Regions from separate parts of the Mus musculus genome. Here regions 2 and 3 are each linked to region 1. A link is a contact called in public HiChIP or PLAC-seq and promoter capture Hi-C data. All regions are on one chromosome and are shown on one strand. Each heading gives the region's core, a stretch centred on a gene start, on an enhancer-like site or on the middle of the called end of the contact. The rest is flanking DNA. Distances are from core to core; before and after follow the strand shown. Region 1 holds the start of Kctd5 (potassium channel tetramerisation domain containing 5). Region 2 overlaps Abca17 (ATP-binding cassette, sub-family A (ABC1), member 17). Region 3 holds the start of Abca3 (ATP-binding cassette, sub-family A (ABC1), member 3).

The links. Promoter capture Hi-C pulls out the DNA fragments that hold promoters and counts their contacts. HiChIP or PLAC-seq counts read pairs in DNA pulled down with a chosen protein or histone mark.
Region 2: a contact with region 1 is called in a promoter capture Hi-C map of the HPC-7 cell line. The contact joins the enhancer-like site here to the promoter of Kctd5 in region 1. A contact is called at or near these places in 5 of 39 promoter capture datasets (the C10 cell line, the HPC-7 cell line, cranial neural crest and 2 more) and 2 of 9 other capture datasets (adipose tissue and liver).
Region 3: a contact with region 1 is called in a FOXA1 HiChIP or PLAC-seq map of pancreatic cancer cells. The contact joins the promoter of Abca3 here to the promoter of Kctd5 in region 1. A contact is called at or near these places in 17 of 39 promoter capture datasets (the 3T3-L1 cell line, the C10 cell line, the HPC-7 cell line and 13 more), 4 of 484 Hi-C or Micro-C datasets (CD4 T cells, embryonic stem cells and forebrain) and 3 of 115 datasets of contacts at active chromatin or transcription factors (effector CD8 T cells, memory CD8 T cells and pancreatic cancer cells).

Annotation. Positions count from the first base shown.
Region 1 is chr17:24,070,578-24,074,936 of GRCm38.p6, reverse strand. Kctd5 (potassium channel tetramerisation domain containing 5) reads left to right here and starts at 1,452. Exons shown (of 6, transcript NM_027008.2): 1 at 1,452-1,760. The coding sequence starts at 1,509. Pdpk1 (3-phosphoinositide dependent protein kinase 1) reads left to right here. Exons shown (of 14, transcript NM_011062.4): 14 at 1-1,257.
Region 2 is chr17:24,327,956-24,332,319 of GRCm38.p6, reverse strand. It overlaps Abca17 (ATP-binding cassette, sub-family A (ABC1), member 17), which reads left to right. Exons shown (of 31, transcript NM_001031621.3): 6 at 3,532-3,791. Among named protein-coding and RNA genes, the nearest start is that of Abca17, 21 kb to the left of the region's middle. Within about 2 kb of position 2,254, at least 2 of the 459 cell types and tissues checked have an H3K27ac peak or open chromatin away from gene starts, as enhancers often do. A contact at or near this core is called in the HPC-7 cell line, where this site is marked.
Region 3 is chr17:24,350,176-24,354,372 of GRCm38.p6, reverse strand. Abca3 (ATP-binding cassette, sub-family A (ABC1), member 3) reads right to left here and starts at 2,350. Exons shown (of 33, transcript NM_013855.3): 1 at 2,122-2,350. Abca17 (ATP-binding cassette, sub-family A (ABC1), member 17) reads left to right here and starts at 3,314. Exons shown (of 31, transcript NM_001031621.3): 1 at 3,314-3,405.

The sequences.
Region 1 (4,359 bases), core at 203-2,702:
GATAGTAGCTTTATCTGTGTTGGGTGGGGCCTGCTGGTTCAATTTGGAAACATGCAGCAGAGATTTTCTGTGTTACTTGACTGTCAGAGCTTAGGGCTGGAGATGTGTAGAAATCAGTTTCCTGCCCTCCTCTGCCTCAAGGCTTCTCCCCATTGTTCTATAGACCTGGGGTGTTCATCTGAGACTTGGGAGGCCACAGCAACTCTGAATATGGTGAAGATACTCCTATACACGTTTCTATTTGTTTTAATGCAAAACCCAACATAAACTGGTGCTGATGCCAGTGGGTGTAGCACCTCGTGGGTAGAAGGTAAGACAAGGGCCCTGACATTGAACAGGGCTGGAACCACTCTCAGAACCTCTGAAGATACCTAGCTTCTGGCCTAACACTTCAGGGTTATAAGTCAGAATGTGGAAAAATGGCCTGCAATGTGAGGGAAGCTGTTTCTGTCAAAAGCACTTTTGCAGCAGTAAGCAAATGAATTAACCAATATGAATACCTGAAAATTCCCTGTAACTCATTTCTTCCATATGAAGAATCCAAACTGAACAAAAGTTTTTACAAATAGCAAAATTTTCCCTCCCCATGTAGTCCACCCTAGTTTAATCATCTGGGTTAATGACTACAAGTAGGTCATTGTGCAGGTTAAAGCCACGACCATAGTGTGATTGGACATGTGCAAATTAAAAACTGTTACAGTATTTAGAGCTGCTGCGGCTGGTCCATTAGCCACGTACAGTAGGATGAATTGCTGTCATTCAGGTTGGTGGCAGTCAGTTAGAACATGTGTAATATTCTCTACCTGTTCTGTAGCTGTAACTGTGATGTACAGGCAAAGGAAAAATTAAAAATACTTATGAAAACAGATAATGCAATGATACTGGGATATACACTTTTGTATTTTTATTCTTATATAAGGTTATTTGCTGGCTATTGTCGGCCTCTAGTTCAGTCTGTGTTATTTAAATTCTAATATATGAATTATTTGGATTGAATTCATGTTTGGGGCCACGTTGTTGTATGTATTGATGTACAGCCTTGAGTGTGAATAATTATTGTAAACTATATTTTACAACTTTTTTCCTGGCTTTATTATATAAATTTTCTATTTGGTCATGGTTTAATCATATAATTTAATGAAACAACTTTTCTTTTTTTTGTTTTTTTCAAATATCTGTGCTTTAGATGTAATTACCGGATGATGGATTTCCCTCGTATGCTCGGTAGTCTTGTAATAAAAGCATGTAGAGTGTACACTTTGTTTGCCATGGAGCCTCTTTGAGTAGGGGCGGAGCTTGAGCCGAGGATGCTCGTGAGAACCCGAGACTTGCTCCGGCCGGAAGTGGTAATCTCCGGCCTGCTTTTCGAGCCGGAACTTCCGCCTTGCACATGAGCCCTGGGCGGGCACTTTATTGGGGCGTACCTATGGGCGGGACAACTCAGGGGGGCTGTATTAAAGAACGGACGCTTCCGGCGAAGGGCCGCTGTGGCGGGGCTTGTTAGGATCATGGCGGAGAATCACTGCGAGCTGCTGCCGCCGGCTCCGAGCGGCCTCGGGGCGGGGCTGGGGGGCGGCCTGTGCCGCCGCTGCAGCGCTGGGATGGGCGCCCTGGCTCAGCGCCCCGGTGGCGTGTCCAAGTGGGTCCGGCTCAACGTCGGCGGCACCTACTTCCTCACCACCCGGCAGACGCTGTGCCGGGACCCGAAGTCTTTCCTGTACCGCTTGTGCCAGGCGGACCCCGACCTAGATTCGGACAAGGTGAGGGCCTCGCGGGTCAGCAGGGGTCTGGCCGCCCTAGTCGCCACTCGCGACACACACCTCTTCACAATGAGGGCGCCCGGCGGAGCGGGCCGGAGGGAGGATGGCACTCTGGTACCCACCTGCCTCGGCCCTTTGGTTTAACAGTGCCTCTTTCTTCTTTCATGCTCTTCGGTCGAGAAGGACCCAAGCTTTGCTGTGGCCCTACTTTCTTCTCCCCAGATTCTTTTGCCCAGGGTGTGTGACCACCACCGCCCAACTATTTGCTGGCTTTGGAACCTGAGAACCCTTTGCATTCATCTGGTCTTTTCACATTCCAGACGTCTAAATTAACGTAGGCCATGGGGGTTGACACAGTGACTACCCTTTTTCCAGTGATTTGCAGAGTTTGTGCTTTATCCTTCTCATTCATAAGGACAGGCACGGCATCTCTTAGAAGGTACCACCTGAGTAGAAATGTTCAAAGGTGTCAGTTTAATTCTAATAAATGAATTATTTGTATTGAATTCATGTTCGGGGCCAGGTGTCAAAAAATCTTAGGGTTGTGAAAGAGACCAGGTAGAGAATCTTTTTCCATCTCCTTTTCAGACTTCATTTCCCCACCGCCTTTGAAAAGGGTAGGGATTTCCAGCTTAGTTTGTGGTTTGTCTATCTTTAATTTAATTAAACGCTAATACTGTTAATACCTGTGGTAATAGAAAGTATTTCAATTATTATCATTACAAAAGTTGTGTGTCGTACTGCATACTGAAAAATTAGTATTGTGCAGGATTGAAACTTAGGAACAAATCGTTCACTCCCCTTTCCCCCTAGGCAGTTTATTAGCCTTGTACTAACTGAGTTTTCTGGTTCAGCCTACATGATGGTGCTTGATTTTGTGCCTTGCCAGCCTGAAAGTGACTACTCAGGAGGTTTTCCAGAAAGATCGAGCCCATTGCACTTTAAACGGCCTAACAGAGCACCTTCTCAGTGAGGGAGGCCTGGCATTATGACCAGGAAATGAACTCTTGAGTTACTGCAAAATAATCAAGAAGTTAGAGTTTGAGATACTACTATGGTAGTTCTTCATATCCTTCCTCCCAGCTGTTACCATTACTGAGTTGACCAAATCTCTTCACTCTTAGAGGATTGCCTTCTAGAAAATGGCAGAAGTCTGACAGATAGAAATAGGCTTTTGTCAGTGCTGTTTCCTTTTTATAGTGAGGGTGTGTACTTTACGATTGGTTTTTCAAACAGTAGGCATTTATAGTCATTCTTGTTTTTCTACCCAAGCATCCCTGTCTTGTGTATTAAGTCAGATTTTAAGTCAGCCTTGGCCCTTGGCTTCTGGTGTCTTTTTGCTTACTTAGCACTGGAACAAGGTATATAGGGCTGTTTGACTTCAGCATAGTTAAAGTCAAATATATCTCTTCATTTTACTATCTTTTAAGATTACTTTATAAATTATCTTTATTGTGCTGATGAGATGGCACCTGCTGCCAACCAAACCTGAAAACTTGAGTCTCTAGGATCCACAAGGTGGAAGGAAAAAACTGACTCTTAAAAGTTAAACTCTGAGTTCAAGCACTTTGGGAGGCAGAGGCATGACGATATATAAGTTTGAGGCCAGCCTGGTCTACAGAGCGAGTTTCAAGACAGCCAGGTTTACACAGAGAAACGCTGACTCAAAACACAAACAAACAAACAAAACAAAACAGCTGGAGAGCAGCTCAGTGGATGAAAGTACCGGCTGCTCTTCCAGAGACCCAGGGTTCAATATTCAACACCCACATGAAGCAGCTCACCACTCTCTGTAACTCCAGTTTCAAGGGATCTAGCACCCATATAGACATAGGCAAGCAAAACACTAATGCACATAAAATAAAATGAGTCATTAAAATTTCATATACAAAAAAGCCTGGTGTGGTGGTGCACGTCTTTAATCCCAGCACTCAGGAGGCAAAGACAGATGGATCTCTGTGAGTTCCAGGCCAGCCTGGTCTACAGAGTGAGTTCCCACACACAGAGAAACCCTGTCTCAAAAACAAAACAAACAAAAAATTAAAAATAAAGTTGTACACTGACTTCTCAGTACTATTATGGTACTTGTGTGCCCACACACGTAAATAAATGTGTGTGTTTGCCTGTGTGTGTGTGTGTGTCTGTGTGTATGTGTGCGTTTCCTTTATTGCAGTGGAAGATTATCAGAATATATTTTAGTTGTTTTTTCTTTTTAAAGTTTATTATTTAGGAAGTAGAGAGTTGGCCCAGTGGTTAAGAACACTTGCCGCTCTTACAGAGGACCCGGGTTGGATTCCCAGACATTCTCTAAGTGACTTATAACCATCTGTAACTCCAGTTCTAGGGAGTCTGACACTCTCCTTTGACCCCTTTGCACCAGGCATGCGCATCTGAAACACTCATACACATAATGTAAAATAAATCTAAATTTTATTTAAGTAACATTTGATTTCTGAGTTATAAAGCCACAATTCAGATCATAAAAATAAAATAACCCTCAGGCATAATGGAAAGCACCTGCGAGCCCAGCATTTTGGGAGGGAGAAGCAGAAGGATTGGGAGTTTGAGGCTAGTCTAGGCTGCATGTCTCCAGAAAAAT
Region 2 (4,364 bases), core at 1,005-3,504, 260 kb before region 1:
CCACCACACCCGGCTGGATTTGCATTTTCTAACATTCATGTCTTAATTTACCAACCAGGGTGTCAGTTACCCACTGTCTTAGGGTTTTACTGCTGTGAACAGACACCATGACCAAGGCAACTCTTATAAGAACAACATTTAATTGGGGCTGGCTTACAGGTTCAGAGGTTCAGTCCATTATCATCAAGGGGGGAACATGGCAGCATCTAGGCAGGCATGGTGCAGGAAGATCTGAGAGTTCTATATCTTCATCTGGAGGCTGCTAGCAGAATACTGTCTTCCAGGCAGTTAGGATGAAGGTTTTAAAGCCCACACCCACAGTGACACACCTACTCCAACAGGACCACACCTTCTATTAGTGCCACTCCCTGGGCCGAGCATATACAGACCATTATACCCTCATACAATGACTCTTTCTGCCAAGTAGGATATCAGTTCCCAGGGAGGTCTTGGGAACTTAAACTTTACTTGACCCCTGTGCAAAATGGAAGTCTTATTCCAAATAGGTGCAGGTGTCTCTCTTATCTTGGGGTCCATCCCAGCGGCAGCTTTTAAAAGCAAGCACCATAAAAGCTCATACAGGTACAGGAAGGGCTGCTCTGTGGTTCCGGTCCAAGCTTATTATGGCTAACTGTACAAAGCAGGTCTACTGACTTCTGTTGTGATTGGTTTCCCAAAGCACAGAACATAACAGAATATGCAGTCAACTTGAGCATTAAACAGCAGAAAAAAAAAACATATGAGAAGGTTTCCTTATAATATTAGTAACAGCACAAAATAAATGGCAGGTTAGCCAGGTAGCAGTTACCTAGGCTTTAACATTCTCTCTAGGCCTTAACACATTTATCTTGTTTAAACATGCCTCATTCACTACCCAGTAAATACCCAATAAATTACTTCTTGTAATTTCTACTTTCCCTTAAATTTGATGATGGAGGAACATCGGCTATACGCACTGCTGCAGACCTCCCTCTCTGCCTGCCTGAGTCACTTTAAATATTCCACTCCTGCTTTGGGGGATATCTCCAGGCTCTGCCTCCAGAATTCCTGAACCTGGGGCTAGGGAGATGGTCCAGCTGGTGTAGTGCCGCTCCACAAGCTGAAAACCTGAGCTGAGTCCCCAGGGCTCCTGTGAAAAGCTGGGTGTGATGCCACGTTTATAATCTCAGCAATGGGAGGCAGAGGCCAGCTGATTCCTGGGGCTCCCTGGTCAGCCTAGCCTAATCATCTACCCCCAGTCCCAGCAAGAGACCCTGTCTCAAAAACAAGGTTTAGTGCTCTTCAGGGACAACACTAAAAGTTGGCCTCTATCTTCCACACACATGGGGACAGTGGCAGCAGTGGGGAATGGGAGTTCTGAACACATGGCCCCTGCATGACCCTGCTTGACCCCTGTGTTAGTTAAGGCTTCATTTGATCTTACTTGCTCTTTCTGAATCTTTAGGTCTCTCTTAAGTTCTAATTCCATCCACCTTGCCCACCCGCAACTGGGGTGGGTGGGTGGAGGGAATAGCGGCAGCTTCTTCCTTGAGATCTCATGGTCCTAGCTGGCTGTGCCAATCCCCACTCCTTCGTTTCCCTTTCTGGAGGAGGGAATACACATAGGACTTCTAGAGATGCCTCACCTGAGTTTAAGGCTACCTGCTTATCCTTAGCCAAATACGGAGGGGAAGTGCCCTTTCTCAGGAAACATCCTGTATGTACTCGATAATAAATACCACAGAGCCAGAGTGTGAAGGGACAAGGTGCTCTCTACCTTGGAAGATCCTTGTATAGAACATGCCTTGTCTTTTCTGCCAAAATTTGTTTTCTGCCAAAATTTGTTTTCTGCCAAAATTTGTTTTCTGCTGGGTAGTGGTGGCGCATGCCTTTAATCCCAGCACTTGGGAGGCAGAGGCAGGCAGATTTCTGAGTTCAAGGCCAGCCTGGTCTACAAAGTAAGTTCCAGGACAGTCAGGGCTACCCAGAGAAACCCTGCCTAGAAAAATGAAAACAAACAAACAAACAAACAAACACCCCAAAATCCCCCAACAGAATTTGTTTTCTGATCATTGCTCCATTCCCCGGCCCTCCAGAGGCCCCTCTCTATCCTCTATGGTGTTTGATGAGGTCTCTGGGAACATCTTTCTCATTTCCTGAGAAAGGGCACGTCCCCTCCCTATTTTGCTAAGGATAAGCAGGTAGCCTTAAACTCAGGAGGTAAGGCATTCCTAGAAGCTCCTATGTCCTACAGGACTCTGAAGCTGGCTTGTGACTCAGCATTCTCTGCAGGAAGCTCTGCTGGCTTTCTGAAACTTTCCAGCGTGAGTAAAGGAGTCTTCCTTAGTGACTGCTTTCTGCCATCTTGTCTGCTGTGGAAAGGAACATAACTGTATTTAACAGTGTAGATGTCCCCACCTGGCTCCCAGTTTCCTGGACCTGGCCACTCCATGACAGCCCCCAGCTCCCTCTCTGACACCTCTAGACTTGTGGAGAAGTCACAGCACACCACTGAAAGGCTCTTTCCTTCACACAGAGCAAACGATTCCTGAGTGAGGGCCCAGGAGCCAATTCTCACAGGAAGGATGCAAGCTCTCCAGTTCATTTTAGGTTTCTTGGATGCCCTATTTGTGAGAGGTTAAACATGGACACCAGTTAAACAACTAACTATTCTTCCAAAATTGAGGTATTGTCAACACCTCCCTATAGGATGACTGCACAATTGTCTTGAAGCCTTTGGCCTGCAGGCCAAACTGGAACCCAAGTCTCGGTACTCAAGTTCCTACCCTGATTCCACAAAATATCCTGTAATTGTTTACTGAAACACTCCTGCAAAACAAACAAGAGTATGTAGCATTAGCCAAGATGCTGTCCAAGTTATTAATAACCATCAGTTTGTCCTTCCCTTTCTCAGTTTGACAGATCTGGAGGTTTGCCCATATCTAGACAATGGGACATAGTGGTCATCTCTACTACAGGGATAACATCCCCCTACCTGAAGGCTGCTTGCCCTTGCTTGGAACTAGAGCAGATATCATTCCAGGGATCCTTGCTGTGCAATCTTTTTTATCGAAAGCTGGAACACCACTACACTGTTGAAAAGAGGGCTGCTTATGATAAGGACAGTGCTTGTAGCTTGCCAGCAAAATACAAGAATGTAATCCTTTCTTTATGCAGCAGTCAGCACAATCAGGAAGTCTGTGTCTTTCAAATGCATTGAGTTTAACCATCCTGTATGTACTGGATAATAAATACTGTAGAGTGGATGCTCTGTCCACAGAGCCAGAGTGCGAAGGGACAAGGTGTTCTCTACCTTGGAAGATCCTTGTATAGAACATGCCTTGTCTTTTCTGCCAGAATTTGTTTTCTGATCATTGCTTCATTCCCCAGCCCTCCAGAGTGGCCCCTCTCTGTCCTCCATGCTGTTTGATGAGGTCTCTGGGGACATCTTCTGGCTTCTGTCTTAACGACTAGCCAGGAGCCACCTGAATTTTCAGTCTTTTCAGTCTTCAATCTTTACTTTCTTACACCTGACACTCTGTTTTCTTGTAGGCTACAACAAAGAAGGCTTCCTGGCCATACAGCATGCCGTAGACAAAGCGATTATGCGGCACCATGCCCCCAAAGCAGCACTTAACATGTTCAAGGATCTCCACGTCTTGGTGCAGAGATTCCCATTTGGGCCCCATATCCAGGACCCATTCTTAGTGATCCTTCAGAATGAGTTCCCTCTGCTCCTCATGCTCAGCTTCATCTGTGTTGAGCTCATAATCACCAATTCCGTTTTGTCGGAGAAGGAGAGGAAACAGAAGGTAACTCTGTCCTCAAGTGCAGGGCTCTGGGGAGGCCGCTGTTGAAATGTCCTGAATAGGACCAAGGCCTGGGCAGGTGGGAGGAGCCTCTACCTCTCAGGTACAAATGAAGAACACTTTCTTATCTGTAGGAGGGAGTACCGTCTCTTGATACTGCACATACGCTTGCTTTTAGATTGCCCAGCCTAATAAGTCCTAGTAGGTCAGCACACCGCTGCTAACAGGGCAGGTGTGAAGAAAATGTTCGCATACAGGGAACTTGTATCCACAATTAACTCACCCCCATCTGTGGGAAGGCTGTTTGGAAGCATCTTCCGGGAAAACACAGCCTAAGAGGCTTTTGTGACCTCTGAGTTGGTCCCGAGGCTGTTGTCACTGCTCACGTTCCGTGCTCTTCTGGTCACACGACCTCCATGACTTCCTTTTCCTGCTTAGGTTTTCATTTCTTAGACGTGGTGTCCTTCTGCGGCCAGCAGTGAATGTCCTGAGCCCACTGTGTTTCCAGCTGACCGTGGACTCACGGTCCTTTTGCTTCTGCCTCCCAGGTTCTAGAAGCACACCTGGCCAACTGTC
Region 3 (4,197 bases), core at 1,101-3,600, 280 kb before region 1:
TGACCACTGGCCTGTTGACGCCAGGCCTTGTGCTATTCCCAGGGAATGGCACTGATGCAGGAATGGGCCACAGGCCTTTCACTCCACACACAGAATGGGCCTTCACCACGTCAGTCTGTTGAGAGTATCATCCAACACACTGCTCTAACTGATGAGACCCTATCATTTCCTAGCCTACTTCAGAGCCAGGCCCTGTGAATGCTGCCTCTGATAAGGAGAAGTTCTTCATCTTAACTGCAGAGCAGAACCTTCTAGAGGTGTTTTCAGATAGAAACTTCAGTCTGAGGCCTACCCATGAAGACTGTAGGCTCTGGCTGGGCACATGAACATTTCTCTGGAACAACTCTATCTTGCATTCTCAGTTCAGCTCTCCTACTCCTTTAGACACGGGTGGCATCTATTCTGGATGTGTCCTGTACCACTTAGCCCATTCTTTAATAAAAACCAAACACGGTATTTATTTCTCTGTGCTGTGGTGGGGGGCATGCATGTACCATGGTGTCTGTGTGGAGGTCAAGGGCGACTTGCTGGAGCTGGCCCTCTGTTATCTCGTGAGTCACTGGGATCTAACTCAACCTGTCGGGTTTGATTGTTAGACACCTTAATTCACTGACCCATTTGGCCAGGCCTGCTTCTGATTGAAGCCACTTTCTTGTGAGTAAATTAGTGCCATTTGAAGATCTCTACGGGCAGGGATCATCTAGTGACTCAGAATCATGCCTGGAGCCTTGCGCATTAGAAGACTGATGAACGTACCTGAGAGTTCTAGAATGTGGCTCTAGGCAGACTCAGTGTATCAAAGGAACCCCCTGCCAATTGCCAGAAGCAGGGCTGAAGGAGAAACCATAAAGCCCATAAAGGCCAAACTAAGGCCTTCCCAGTTAAGACCAAGTCAAAATAGTTTCTATGTGACAGCCTGGTCAATGTAACAGGGAAAGTTAGTGGCTTGTTAAGAAGAACTCCAGCTACCTGGTCATGCTCTGAAAGGCTGTTCTGTCAGAATGGTGGAATGCCGCCTGCCCTAGAGGAAGATATTATCTGTTTGCAAGGGCTCAATTCAAACCAATGTGGGTGAGGGGGATTCCCATGACACTCATTTTTTTAAAAATCAACTTTTCCTCTCCCCACCCTGTCTCTTACTTCCCACGAGGCAAGCTTTCTAAAATGGTTTCAGTCTTTTCAAGCTTACAAATGGCAACACCAAACAAAACTCTCTGGATGAAATAAGGCTGCTTAGGAGACAGGGGCAGAATTCAGTTCCTTAAGCCTTGCCTGGGTCTCCACATTGTTACTACAAAGCCCCAGTCACTCATTGGGAGAGCATTTCCTGAGTGCTCCTCACGTTACAAACACCAAGTCCCTATTTATGATACAAGAACCGTTCAGGCCTGGAGGCAAAGGGACAGACAGAAATACCTTTTAAGACAAAGCCCAAATGGGCCACACACAGGGAAAGCTCAAGCGTGCAGTACCAGGGACCTGACCCCCAGGCTGGAGCCCTGACCCCCAGGAACTAGTCGAAGTTCGGGGTCGGTCATTCTGAGCACCAACACCAAACACCGAGACACTTGACCAGAGCACAGTTGCTGTAGTTGCTGTGGTTCCCCCTTCCGAGTTCTGTATTGCACATTGAGGGCTTCGCCAACTTCAACCCCTATCAAAGCATCCCTTGAACCCTACGTTAAAGTTCATGAAAACGAAGATGCTGAAGCTTGAAGAACTGGGAGGAATTCCATCCAGGACCAGCACTGGCCGGTTGAGCCTGGAGCATTCCGCCGGCCTGCTGTGTCGCAGCCCGCAAAGCGCCTGAGGGCGGCGGCTGTCTGTCCACCTGCCAGGCCCGCACAATAGACCCCGTAACGACCCAGCGGTCTGTGCGGGTTCCTGCGAGCCCCGCGACCCCGCTATAGCGGGGACACACCCAGCATGAGGACGCCAAGACAGCTACACCTGCAGCAATACGAAGGGTCAGTCCGCGAGCCCGCAGGTCCCGGCGATAGGCAGGGGCTCGGAGGCCCCAGGTTGGGGCGCTGCCCGCTGGCAGAGTGGAGACCCGGGCAAGGACGGGAAATCTCAGAGCCCCGAGCTAGCGCGCGAGTGACAAGTCCTAGTGACACTCACCGACCCTCAGCGCCAGGGTGGCGGCGGTCTGCGCAGCTCTCTCGCCAGGTTCCCTCCCTTAGACTCCCGGTCCTGCTCCAGCCTTGCTGGGGCGGTTGCGGCCGAAGCTGACAACTGAGGCGGCGGGGCAGAGAGGAGGCGCCTGCGACAGGCGCGGGTGGAAGAACGCACCAGGAAGCTCCGGCTCCTGGAGGGGGTGGGGGGGCGCGTCGGAGCGCGCGTGCGCACTGGGCCGCCCCTGCAGGTGCCCCGGGTTTGCCCCCGGCCGGCTCAGCCTCGCCTAAGCTCTGGATTCAGCGTCTGCGCAGTGCCTGGCACATGTTGCCCAGCTCCGACAGAGGGCGCTCTGCGTAGCGCGTGCACCCCTCCCAGTTCAACATTCCGGATCGTGCGTCTGCGCAGTACTCCACGCAGGTCTCACCTCCAGTGGGCAAGCGCTTGTAGGGTGGGGTGAGCGTGCGTGATGGGTTGCCCCTGCGGGTTTTCTCCGCATCCGCCACTGATCGTGCAGCACGCCCTTGCTCGCGTCCAGCAAACAGTAGGCGTTAGTTTGGGGCTCTGAGCCCCGGGGTCGCTGGCCTGAAGCTCATCTCTGGACAAATGTGTTTCAAAGCAGTTGAGGCTGTAACATCAAGAATCTCACTTTCGCAGCGGGATTCAAGTTCCTCTTTCTCTTCAGGGCTCTCTCCCCATCTCACTCTTGTCACCAAGAGAAAGTGCTACTTTCTGCTCTCAGCAGGAGGAACCCAAGCCCTAGTGAGGTTAGGTCTAGGAACCTTTCAGAGGCGACAGCCCACAGCTAGGAAAGGGAAAGTCACGGTCCAGCCCAGCAGCACCACTAGGAGAATACAGTCAGGGTGGGAGGGGGTTCTCAGGGATCTGGGTCTCCTCAGGCAGAAGGCAGGGCGTCGGGGTCTCTTGGGCGGTAGAGTTTCCTCGGACAGGAGATTGGGGCGTTAGGATTTCTTCAGGCAGTAGACAGGCATGGAGGTGGGAGGGGGTTGTGGTTCCTTCAGACAGTAGGATGCGAACATCTGTGTGCCCTCGGCCCAGGCAGGAGGGAATGGCATTGGAATCACAGGTTGCTGCAGCTTGGGCATCCGCGCGGCTGGCCCGGGAGAAGCGGGGTTGAGCGTGGGCGTGGCCGTGTCGCGGGGCCAACAGTCGTCGAGGGCGATCCAGCGGGTCCTTCAGTGCCCGTGGCCACGGACAGGGTGCCTGCGGTGAGTGAGGCGCAGCCCTCCCCGGATTCCGGGCTGCGGACCAGACCTGCCTAGCCTTAAGGTAACCCTGGGATCGTGACTTCCGAATCAATGCCAGTTACACTGTGGTCATAACCTCTCGCTCTCTAGGGTCCTGTATGGCTAACCAGAAGATGGACTCCCTAAGAAAAGAGCCCTTGCCTGGTACATGGTCAGTTCCCTGGGGTCCTAGAACACCTTGTCCAGAAATGCTCTAGTCAAGTTTGCCGAATAAAGGGAGTCTCAAAGACCTGGCTTCAGGTCTTGAGTCCTTCACTAGTGTATTCAAGTCATTGTATTTTCCAGAATCTTAATTTCTCATTCCTAAAATTGAAATGGTAGTAATAGCGTATTCAAAGGTTGCGGTTCCCCCACAACCACCACTTTTTTTCCAAAGTGAAATGAGAAAAGTGCATGCTTAAGGGATTATCATCATGCCTGGCACTTAAATGGCAGTATGTGCCTGTTGTAACAAGCATGTAGCGGTGTGTGTTGGGGGAGATGGGGGGACAATTAAAGCAAGGTGGGGATTTGGATTATTGGTGTGCTGTAAACATCTCCAAAAGACTTTGTCCCCAAAGACTTTCTCTCCATCATCCTTCCAACCCAAAATGTCTCTCCCATTCTCTATTTCATGATAGGAGGTGTATGAATCTGGCTGACTGGAACTGGACGTTAAACTTAATCGCTTTTCTTTCAAAACAGTACTTGCCATTTTCAACTTAAATTCTTTAGTCCTTTCCAAACCTAAGCCTAGTTCTGCAGAACTAAATCTAGGAACAGAGCTGGGTGACTTAGAATTCCCTTAGGCAAAGGCGAGGTTGAGAGTATTCGT